Regions from separate parts of the Sus scrofa genome. Here regions 1 and 2 are each linked to region 3. Evidence: chromatin contacts called from public Hi-C data. All regions are on one chromosome and are shown on one strand. The core of a region is the stretch at or near the end of the contact, and the rest is flanking DNA. Distances in the headings are between cores, read along the strand shown. Region 1 has its middle 140 kb from the start of NR2F2. Region 2 has its middle 160 kb from the start of NR2F2. Region 3 holds the start of NR2F2 (nuclear receptor subfamily 2 group F member 2).

Evidence for each region. Hi-C and Micro-C count contacts between places; a contact is called where the count stands out from the background.
Region 1: a contact with region 3 is called in a Hi-C map of liver, with 4 times the contacts expected there. The contact joins the enhancer-like site here to the promoter of NR2F2 in region 3. A contact is called at or near these places in 1 of 5 promoter capture datasets (liver) and 8 of 47 Hi-C or Micro-C datasets (embryonic fibroblasts, fetal heart ventricle, fetal liver and 3 more).
Region 2: a Hi-C map of liver shows a contact between it and region 3, with 2.0 times the contacts expected there. The contact joins the enhancer-like site here to the promoter of NR2F2 in region 3. A contact is called at or near these places in 8 of 47 Hi-C or Micro-C datasets (embryonic fibroblasts, fetal heart ventricle, fetal liver and 5 more) and 1 of 2 datasets of contacts at active chromatin or transcription factors (skeletal muscle).

Annotation. Positions count from the first base shown.
Region 1 is chr7:83,225,709-83,229,742 of Sscrofa11.1, forward strand. No RefSeq gene overlaps it. Among named protein-coding and RNA genes, the nearest start is that of NR2F2, 140 kb to the left of the region's middle. Within about 2 kb of position 1,768, at least 13 of the 83 cell types and tissues checked have an H3K27ac peak or open chromatin away from gene starts, as enhancers often do. A contact at or near this core is called in liver and omental adipose tissue, where this site is marked.
Region 2 is chr7:83,246,162-83,249,884 of Sscrofa11.1, forward strand. No RefSeq gene overlaps it. Among named protein-coding and RNA genes, the nearest start is that of NR2F2, 160 kb to the left of the region's middle. Within about 2 kb of position 1,535, at least 9 of the 83 cell types and tissues checked have an H3K27ac peak or open chromatin away from gene starts, as enhancers often do. A contact at or near this core is called in liver, omental adipose tissue and skeletal muscle, where this site is marked.
Region 3 is chr7:83,088,997-83,092,451 of Sscrofa11.1, forward strand. It overlaps NR2F2 (nuclear receptor subfamily 2 group F member 2), which reads right to left and starts at 1,254. Exons shown (of 3, transcript NM_001190253.1): 1 at 949-1,254. The coding sequence starts at 991. It overlaps LOC102160410 (atherin-like), which reads left to right. Exons shown (of 4, transcript XM_021099351.1): 1 at 1-343.

The sequences.
Region 1 (4,034 bases), core at 518-3,017, 140 kb after region 3:
TGCTTCTGCGCTTAGGTAGAGGGAAAAGCAAGGACCAGTCCTGGGGAATGGAACCCAATTTTCCTTTTTTAAAATGTCAGTGTTAAGCACTTGCTGGTTGGAGCAAGCCTGCAGGATTTATTTCTAGTTACCCAGTCAGTCTACATTAACCCCCAAACTAGCAAGACATTACCATTCTGCTCACTTGTAATGGCTAAAGCCCAGATTAAGCAATGCAGCTGGATTAGGGCTGCAACTGGTGACCTTAATTTTACCCATCATTGGAGCCTGTGTATATTTGACTCGTCTTAATTGCATTTACCTAATTTAAACAGACAATAGCAGCTCAAGACATTTTTTTCACCCCCAAATAATAAAAAAAAAAAAAAGAAGAAGAGCTATTCCTTAGAAATGAAGCACGGGATCGTCTTGCTATAGCCGCTGCTCAGATGACAAAAGCAGCCGTTTTTCTTTTCTTTGCTCCATTAACATACCAGCACAGGGAAGCACCCATTGAAAGATTATTATCTTTGCATAATACAATTTTAAAGTCTCACGGCGCTTCTTTATTGAAATATTTTAAAATATTAATATCATCCTGGCCATAAATAACCATTATGGCATTCATAGAGATTAAAGTTTTGAGATATGCCCTAGGTGTACATTCACATTTTCTCGTTCATTGAGTTCCAACTTCAGTAAAATTAGTTTTTTTAGATACAGCCCTGAACACTTGCTGTGACTGTCACTTCGTGTTGAATTTATCATATAGAATTTAAGGCGGAAGACGGGGGAGCAATCTGTCACAAGCGATTGTATTCGTAATCTTTGAGGGTTGGGATGGGGGCTGGGGAGAAGACAAGCGTTCTGGAGCCTTGGACCACGCACTCATTTGGCTCCAGTGCTGTGGTGCTGAGGGGATTTGCCTGGACTGTGTGATGCATTTGCTCCCAGCCCTGTTTCTGTATGGACGGCCAGGCTCTACTTCATGCACATAAATGCCGCTCAGGTTTTCTTGGCTAAATGATAGCTCAGCTTGTCTTTCCCACTGAGTTTGGTAATAAATAGTTCTATGGGCGAGATGTGGGGTGTTCTGACTTAGCGAGATCCTCTGGTGTCTTAGAATAGACAAGTGGACTCGATCATTGCGCCAGCCACAGAGCACAGGCTTTCCAAGGAAACACAGAGAACAGGTTTTTATGCTAAGTTTACAACAACACGAGCTGAGAAGCAATTCAAAGGTAAGGCTAGCATCACAATTTCACGTCAGCCCTGTGCTTCTAAGGGGGAAAAGTGGTAAAAAACCACATCATTTTCTTTGGACACTGAATGTCTATTAGGGGAATTTGAAATTATAGCTAAGTAGAACGGTTGAGTTGATTCTTGATCTCACTGAATGTGTATATTTGGCTGTGGGAACCAAGCAGCGTATTTTCCCAAGACCACTCTTTACGGCTCTATTTTTCCCTCTGATGTGCAAAGCAGGCATTCCTTCACAACCTCTGGATTTTGGAAGCGTAGTACTCTTAATAGCTTGCAGAGCTATATCTGGGTATCAAAGTCAGAGGCTTTGAACTGTGCCAATCGGGATCCCACATTTACATTTCCTCTTTATGTCACATGGTCAATGAGCTTTATTGACACATGAAGAATGTTCCTTCACACATCTTATTCAAGGCAGCCCTGGAAACTTGGGTTTATGGAATGCGCCAGCAGCTCTGAACTGTCTTGGCTTCTCCTCTGCTGGCTTGGTCCATGGCCCAGTATGATGCAAGTTCTACATTGCTCAAAACACTCAAATTAACTGCTGGAGCCATGTCAGGGGTGTGCTCTGGCCATGAGCCTTTCATAAGGGCTGGAAGGGGGCGTGGGGAGGATCCTAGATCCCGTCCCACTGTGAGGCAGAGGTTACTATCGTTTATAAAGACTCGGGCCATTAACTTCTGCAGGAAACCTGCCCTCATTCCCACCCTGCAGTTTCCTTTGAGGCCCCTGCCCTGGGCCCCCAGGGGACACTGGGGTTACCCCATTTATAGCCCTTACCATGTTGCACTGAAAGATACCTCATGTGTCTCCTCCCCAAGGCAGCTGCGTAGCAGTAAGACTAAGTAGGATGGACCACTGGGATAACAATGACAATGACCATGACGATCATAACTCCTAATTATTGCACAATTATCCATTGAGTCTAACTGCTGAGCTAGGTGATTCCTTTATCTTGGTTTTATGGCTGAGAAAACAGACTTGGCAAGGTCAAGTCAAGTACAGGGAAGTTAGGAAACAGGCAAAATAGAAGGGGAAGAACTGGAATTCCAGGCACGTCTGCTTGACTCTTTACACTCTGAACATATGCACCTTTGCTTCTTCTGAATCAAGACTGTATTTCCATCATCGAAATATAACTCAGCAGGGGTGGCAGAGCTGCTCATACTAGAAGGAGGCTCCTCAGTGAAAAGGAAGCAGGTCTGTTATCAGTTTCCCTCTCATTGGTACTCACAGGGCTGGGTGTTTTCACTTTGGGGGTTGTTATTGTTTGGCTCATGCAGTAGTTCAAGACATTCTGCAAGAAACTGGTGGCCCCTTTTTATATTTCCATGTGAATTGGACTCCTGACTTCACCACGTCCTAGCTATGTGATCTTGAATAAGTTGCTTGATTTCTCTGTGCCTACTTCTTTGTGTATGTGGAAATAGAAGGTTGTCTTGGGGAGCAACTGTTCTTATGCTTGTAAAGATCCTAGAATAATGCTTGGCCCAGAGTCTGAGTGGGGCCGTAGACATTAGGAGTTAGGATGTATTGTTTTGCTCCGTCCCTGTCCTTGTCTCCTCTGGTTGCTGCTGTCTTGGCAGGCATGGGCTTTACCACGTCTGTGGCTTTGCTGCCCATGAAAGCACCGGTGCAGGGAATGATCAGTGGGATGTTTGCTGAGCCCAGTGGCTTGGGCTTAGGATCTAGTTATCTAGACATGCCTTAAATCCATTTGCTTTGTGGCCCAGCCACTTCCCTAGGGGGTGACCATGGGTAGGAGCCAAGGCCTGCTGGCAGCCTGGTCTCTTGGCCCTCACTCCCTTCCCATCCATCAAAAGCTCTCTCTCCCCCTCCCTCTTCCCCCCTGTCTCTGCTCTCAACGGGCACCAGCTTCTCTCTTCTTCCTGGCTGGCATTATCTCCTCCCAAAACTTTGGGGAAACAAAAGCCAGGTGTCTTGGCTTTGGCCTCTTAACACAAACCTCCCCTGAGGCAGGGGCACAGAAAGGCCTGGCTTCCTTTATGGAGCAGAGAGCCGGCAAATGCCAAGATAAAAACACAAATTAATATATCAGTAAATTATCCTGCCACTCTGACATACACTCTAATCAGGAAGACAGTGAAAACACAGGGAGGATGCCAGAAAGGAATCTGGAGGAGGGGGGGAGCCAGCAAGAGAAGAGGTGAAGGGGGAGCAGACCTTCCGGATGGATGCTTCAAAGTCTGAACATCCCCCTGGGATTTCACTGGGTTGGTGGGGGGACGCTGTGGGCGCCAGCTACCACTGCCCATGGGGTGACAGGGGAAGATGGGAGACAGAAGGACAGGGAGAATGGAAGAATGGAAGAAACTAAGACAGAAAAGGAGATTGAGGCAGAAAAGGCAGGTCATCACAGATCAGTGAGGGGCAGATGTCATTGAGAACTTCCTGTGGGCTGGGCACTGCATATGCTGAGATTTAATACCATTTGACTGCCCTATAACCATTCCATCTTCATCTCCTTTTTTTTTTTTTTTTTGTCTTTTTAAAAATGGAGGTTCCCAGGCTAGGAGTTGAATTGCAGCTGGAGCTGCCAGCCTATGCCACAGCCATGGCAACACTGGATCCTTAACCCACTGAGCAGGGCCAGGGATCAAACCTGCATCCTCATGGATACTAGTTGGGTTCATAACCTGCTGAGCCACAGTGGGAACTCCCCCCATCCCCTTCTGCAGTGGGTGCTTACTGCTATCCTGAAAAGGTTAGAACTTTGAGGACATCAAGACTAAGTAGACATTTCTGATTCCTACATCTAGCAAGTGATGGAG
Region 2 (3,723 bases), core at 285-2,784, 160 kb after region 3:
TGATAGCTAAGATCTGCCCTCCTCCTCAAGCTCTCTTCCTTCTAAGACAGGAGAATCTTCTAAGAAACCCCCATAGAAGACAGCCTCCAGGGTGCATATCCAGAATGCAAATTCAGATTTGAGCTTTGTTCCAAGAAAATATTTGTCCTGGAAAATTTCAAGGCTTGTTATCAAAGACCCTAACTTTCCCTGTCTTATGCGGTTACTGTGAAGTTCAAGTGTGAGTATCTATCCATCTATCTACGAAAGTACTTGTAATTGGTGAAGATCCACACTGTATTAAGTTATTATAATCGCATTTCTTTCCACTGAAAATGCTAATTTTTATCTCACCTGATAATTGTTTCCAAATAAGATTATCTCACATGGTAGTACATTTTCACTGAGAAATAATTGACAAAAAGCGTTGTATTAATTTTAGGTGTATGACATAATGATTAGATATTTGTATATATTGCAGAATGATCACCACAATAAGTCTGGTTAACATCCACCACCACACATTGTTACGATTTTTTTCTTGTGATCCTTTTTTTTTTTTTTGGTTTCCTTCTTGCTTTTTTTTACCCCTTTATGTTTTTGTTTCTTTTCTATTTCTGTTGGAAAAATTATTCCTTTGGAAATCTTATATCAGGAAAAACATTTTTAGAGAAGGGAGAGTTCCTCAGATTTTAAAAGAGGACTTTTTTTTTTTTTTTAAACTCAAAGCTCTTAATCTAATAAACCTCTTTATCTAATCAATTAAGCCTTTCATACAAATACTCAACTGATGCTTGGGTAGAATACGTATTCATTTCCAGTCACATGAGGTCTTATCAGTTATAATACAGAAAAAAGAATTAGTCACTCTCCAGTTGTAAGAGGATACCTCTGGGCTTATTCATTTTTCTGGAAATATTTTGGGGGGGGGTGGATCTGAAAGCTTATGAAGTAAACAGGTTGTTTTGTTCAGGAACCCTTCTCTGAAATAGTTAGCGGGGTTCATCTGATGACATTAACTTTGGGTGGTAATTTCCATGATGTCAAGGGCACGATGGAGATGGAAGAGGGATTAAAGCCAAGTTGAACAATCAAAGCATTACAGTAAATTGACTTGACTTGGCAGACTGAACCTCAAGTTGGCACCTTTTCACCACCTAATCCTATACAACTCAGGTCTGCCGACGTGGTTAGGCTACTTTCAAGTGGCCACAAGAGGTGAAGCAAGCGAAGTGGGAACTTTAAGATGCCGTGTAGGTGTGGGAGACCTCCAGGACCAACTTGCCATCCAGAGCACCCAAAGAATAAAACATTATGGACCCAGTTCTTTGTTCTTTTTTTTTTCTTTCCCCCCAGAACCTTTCAAAAATAAACTTAGTTTCTACTTATCCTCCTTCCACCCACTCTCAAAATTTCCCAGATATGCCTTTCTCCTAAAACCTTTTTAGTTCCTCCTGTGATTATTAACTCTTCTGTGAAAGAAGTCAGGTTTGCCCAGGAACTTCACTGAATAAAGATGAGTGTATATTTTAAAAAGGAAACAGCTGGATGGCAAAAGCCAGGGAGGGAGGCAGCTCTTGTTTCATTAGCAAAGGGAAGTTCAAGTGCTGGAAGAGAACTGGCCGGCAGCCACGGCGGGGAGAAAAAGGAAACACACGATCATAAAGAACTAATCATGAAAAATGGAAAGTGAGGACGGGCCAAGAACAACAAGAAATAAATAGATTTGGAAGGGGGAAAAAGACGAAGACGAGTGCAAAGCCATCTCAGGAAAGGGGCAATGAGAGCATGTGCGTTTCATTTGAAAAAAAAAAAAATTAATTCTGAAAATCATTAATGTGTCCTATGGAAAAAGATAACTTTTCAGGCCCAGGCTTCATTTCTTTTGTGCCATTTCAGAGTCTATTTCAGTGTATGGGAAAACAAAATAGAATTAGAGGGAGAAATTTATAATGGACTGGAGTGGTCTTTTTTTTTCTTCTTCTTCTGTTTTTTGTTTTGTTTTGTTTGATTTTTAATTTCTGCCTTATGGTAGGGAAAGGAAGCAATTAGTTTGGCTATGTAAGGTCAAAGACTACATCCAAACTGATAAAACAAGTGTTTCTAAGTGTAACTCACACAAATCCTAGCCTTAATTAGAGTTATCATACATATCTCTATCTGTGCAGTAATCACCTTATGCCTACTGCATATAATGGGAGAGTGATGGCTTAGGATTTACAGGTCTATCTCTAAATATTTTCAGATGAAATTAGCATTAATTTAAGGAAGACCCAAGAGGAAAACCAGACTCTAGTCTGTCCTTCATCTTGAAATCCGTTCAACATGATAAAATATACCAACATGGTCAATAGTCCAGACAATCCAAGAGAGAAGATATTTTTAAAAAACATTTTGAAGTTTTATATCAGTTACAGGCAACACTTTACCAATGAAGGGGTTGTTCTTTTATTGGGGGGGTGCTTATTAGCTCTTTTCTTTTTAAATTAGTTTTTAATAGCAGCATTTGTTTTAGGATGAAAAAAAAGGCATGGTGGTGAGTTTTGGAATGTACATTAATCTTGTTAATGACACCACACTGCATGGTTGGCAAAACAAGACTTTTGAATCAACCTGTTTTGTGTGTGTGTGTGTGGGTGGGTGTGTGGTAGCAATACTTGAGAAATAAGGCCAGGGAACAAGAGATACATGAAAAGTGCATGAAGACAGGATACAGGATTTCCTATGATTTTATGTAGCTCTTAATTAGGAAGCATATTGGCAGCAAATGCTAACATGTGTTAGGATGTTTAGTTGGAGCCAAATAAATGTTTTCTATTACGACTCTGAATCCCATGCCTCGTAGGAACCCGTGCAGTTCTGCTCACGGCTGACAAAATCCCGTTACAAGTCACCTCAGAGGCCAATTTTCTGTTGGCTCAGAGGGCAAAACCACTTTTCACCGCATGTTTTCCTGAAGGGTCATCTTCAACTCAGGATGGAAGTCAAAGATTGGAGGGCGGTGACCTCTCTTCTTGGAACTGCTCTGTTTGGTGGTAACAAGTGGTCCTTAATAACTGCACTCGGTTTGACCTGTGTGTCAGACCTGGGTGTCAAAGAGCCCAAGCAGCATCCTCTCAGTGGTGTTTATTTTTGTCTTGGTGGAGGAGGAGGGAATGGAGGAAGACGGAATGTCTGCTGAAAAAAGATGGTGATTTAAGGTTGCTGCATCAGAGAAACATTTGCTTGTGTACTCAAGGAACCAAGTATAAGTAACGTTCATTAAATCCATTGTTTGCAGCAGTAAAAACTTGGAAGCAATCTAAATGTCCATCACAAGGGAATGGATAAATATACTGTGATTTGGAATACTCCAGAGCAGTTAAAAGGACTGAGTCAAGACTCTTGGTAACAATGAGGCCAGCTCACAGCAACATGTTAAGGAATTATATAGGGGATATAATCTTAACATGTACATACATGTTAAGCTCTGTTGTACTTGCCTTTAGGTCAGAAATTTCCCTCATTTTTAAAATGTCTACTGTATATAAAATAGGTAACCAGCAACAACCTACTGTGTAGCACAGGGAACTATACTCATTATTTTTGTGATAAACTCTAAGGGAAAAGAATCCGAAAAAGTATATATATATATATATATATATATATATATATATATATATATTTGAATCACTATGTTGTACATCTGAAACTATAATGACATAATAAATCAACTATAAAAATAAAAATAAACATTAGGGGAAA
Region 3 (3,455 bases), core at 4-2,503:
AATTCTTCAGGATTTAAAATTAATTGGCCCTGGCTTGGTTGGACCGGACTCGGATCTCGCCACCTCTGCGTTTCCCGAGTCACTTGGCGGAGAGGTGATGATTTTTTTTTTTTTTTTTTCCTGAACTGGGTTTATGTGCGTCCCCCTCACCCCCTCCTCTCTTTTTTTCTTTCTCTGTCTCTGTCGTCTCTCTCGCTGGCTTTTTAAAAATGAGGAACCGTTCCTTGAACGTTCTGGACAGAGCACAGAATTGCTTAAGTCAGCCCGAAGCGGTTGTAATAGACAGCAAAAAGGTACACGTTTGCCTGAAATCCGCACGCCAGCTCCACCACCCCGCCCGATGGTGAGTACCCTTCTCGTTGCGATTCTCCTCCTAGCTTAACCGAGCGCTCGCCTCCCCCGAGCCGCGGCCGAGGGCGCCGGGCAGAGCTTTTCTCTCTCCCTGCCTGGCTGGATGTCAGTTGCACAAGGTTGCAAAATGCAGCGCAGAGGCAAATCGAACAGTAAATTCTGACACTTAGTGCGAGCCTAGCAGCTCCTTTGATAGAAAACCGAGTCGTCTATTGCTTGGAAAAACACGCTTATAGGACTGTTTTTTAGTTTGCTCTATCGAAGGAAATGAGTTTGAGGAGACAGGACGAGGAGATGGGAGGCACGGCGGTCTTTACGCTTCGGTTTAATCATATTTTGGCAGCTTTGCAATTGTATTTTTCCCCTCTTCCCCCCTCCACCACTCTCCTACCACACACATGTAATAAAATATGGCAATGCATTGAATTGACTGTCCCCCCCTTCCCCGAACCCCTTAAACCACAATGCTAGGCATTTCATACATGTTAGCAATCCGATTTTTTGAAAAACCCCAAGTCATCCCCAACCCCACACAGCACAAGGAGAAAAGTGAGAAAGGAGAGAGAGAGAGAAAAAAAATACTGTAAGTAAACATACCAAAACCATATTTGCCTTGTTCAAGGTCCCAAACCGCTTGCATCTTCCTTCTAAACTGGAATAACTCTCCTTTAGTTTGGCGGGTGAAATAAACGCTTTGTTGGCCCCCTGAAAAGATGTGTCTTTGATAATTAAAGAGAATCTCCTCCTCGGTGTTTATCTAAGCGATTGTGCAAACTGATAAAAAGTAGGCACTAGCCTGCAGGGAAAAAGAGGAAAGGTGAAGGGAGAGATCTTCCACCTCAAGGAAGTGCTTCCCCATGTATTAGGCGCTCTCAGCCTTGGAAAGCCCAGCACAGTAACTTTAGAGAGACGAGGTTTCAGGGAGCTTTGTACATAGCTGCTGAGGAATGCAAGCCTCGCCTTTAAGAAAAAAAACCCCAAACCGTAGGTAGGAGATGTCTGGAGTGATCCTTGTCTCTCATCTCATTCCTTAGAAGGAAGAGTGCGTTGTTACACCTTGTTTGGGGCTGGAAAGACGAGACTTTAAAAACACCCGTCCAATTGAAAAAAATCTCCCAACTTAATGAGTTTAGTCGGAGGCTGGAGCAAACCGCTCAGCCTCAGCAGAAAACCGCCAACAACTATAGGCGATATTGCAGAGCAAAGACGACCCAAGGCACAGCCAAATTCCACTGTTTGGGGTCGAGAGGGATGGAGGCTAATCCTAAAGCAAGTTGGAAAAAAACAGAGGTGGGAGAGGAGGGGGGGGAACAGCAGCCTAACAGACTGGCAGGCAGGCTCCCCTCACCCTGGATCAAAGATAGAACTTGAAACAGGAGGGCAACATTTTTCCTAGGAACCCATTGGAATCCTCATTTTCTACTTTTAACTCAGGTACCCCCTCACCACCAAATGATTTTTCCCTCTCCCCTACAGATTCATGCCCCCCCTTTCCCAGTCCCTCTTCTAGAACTTTCCTGAAGAGGAAACCTATTTCTTTTTGGGGGGAGGGGTTCCCCATTCCATGTCTTCAGATAATGAATGCTTACTTTATCCTCTCTCTTCATCCACCTCCCAAAATGAAGAATGGAAGCAGGAATACAGTAACTAGCAAAAATTGAGAATAAACTATTCTGCCCCTCGCAGTTTAATACAGTTTTAACTAATGGATTTTTTTTGTTTTGTTTTGTTTTAAGAGAAGAATAATGGGGAAACACGGATCTTTTATTTTAGGAAACTGTTATGGTAAGATGTATGTCAGACTTGACAAATGGAACTAACGCTCCTCGGCTGCTTCTTGTCCTTGTCTTAAACAGGAATTAAGTTAAACACAGTGCTGAATGTTAATTACATGTTTACTGGCTAATGAAAATTACAAATGGTTTTGCCACCTCAAACAATGATGAAAACTCTGAAGACACTGTAATTATATACTTTGAGGGAAATAACTCAGAATATTGATCATAAGAAGTGTAAATCTTTTTTAACTATTCATTAATACCATAAATATGGGCTACAGAAGTTTTTCCTTGCGGTTTGTCTCATCAGTTACACTGAGTGGATGGATGGTGAGGCTCCTCTGGGGAGGTGATGAACTCATTCTCTTATAGAAGGAGGCCACTTGTGTAACTGGGGGTGCCCCCTCCCTTTCGCCCCCGCCCCTTTTAACCCCAGCAGAAGGTCGAGGGATGGCTGAACAGGGGGGCCAGGCTCAGGGCAGGTGAAGGTGAGCACAGCCCAGCCTCTCCCCTCCCCTTCCTGGCCCTCCTCTCTTCTCCTCTCCCTCCCTCTCCTGCCGGGTCTGATCGATGACCGCCTTCCCCAGCCAGGGTGCCCATCGGATAACCTGGCGTTCAGGTTCCTAATGGAGGACAAGGCACTACAACCCAGCAATGCAGCCCTGACAACCCAAGTCCCCTCCTTTAGAGTGGCTAGGGCAGTTCATTGCAAAAGAAGAAAAAAAAAAAAAAAAAAAAAAGGAAAGTTAAGGGTGCAGGTGTTATTGGGTAAGGTGCCTCAGACAGCTGAACCAGAATTGATTTCCCTGGCTTTGGGAGTAGAGAAATATTTTTCTGTTTTGTTTTGTTTTAACTTTGGCCTGCGTTGTAGTTCTGCACTCTGCAGTGTAGCAGCCACTTCGATCTTGAGGGTCAAAGGTGAGGGCTGCACTAACCCTAAAAGGCTGGTCTGGTCAGGCCAGAAGGCCGAGGGAGAGGAAGAGAAGGGGGATGTCAGTCATACTGACTGACGCTTCGGAGGGGGTGCCTTTGGTGAAACCTGCATGCGGGGGACACGGAACCAAGAGCAGGTTTTAAGTGCAATATCGAGGATTTTTTAAAAGTGCCTTAGGCTTGTGGGACTGGAGTCCTCTTTTCCCCTGAGAATTCCCAAGGCGCTGGTCTTTGTCTTAGAAGGAATGGAGTTTCTGAATGGTGTGAAAGGGACAGAGAGGGTCGCTTCAAATCGATTTTACTTGTCCTTTCTGTCTTTTCGGATCAACGCCCTTCAATGGGCACAGAGGTGCTCTTTCAACCAAAAACTTGTGCTACATTTTCTGCCTGTAT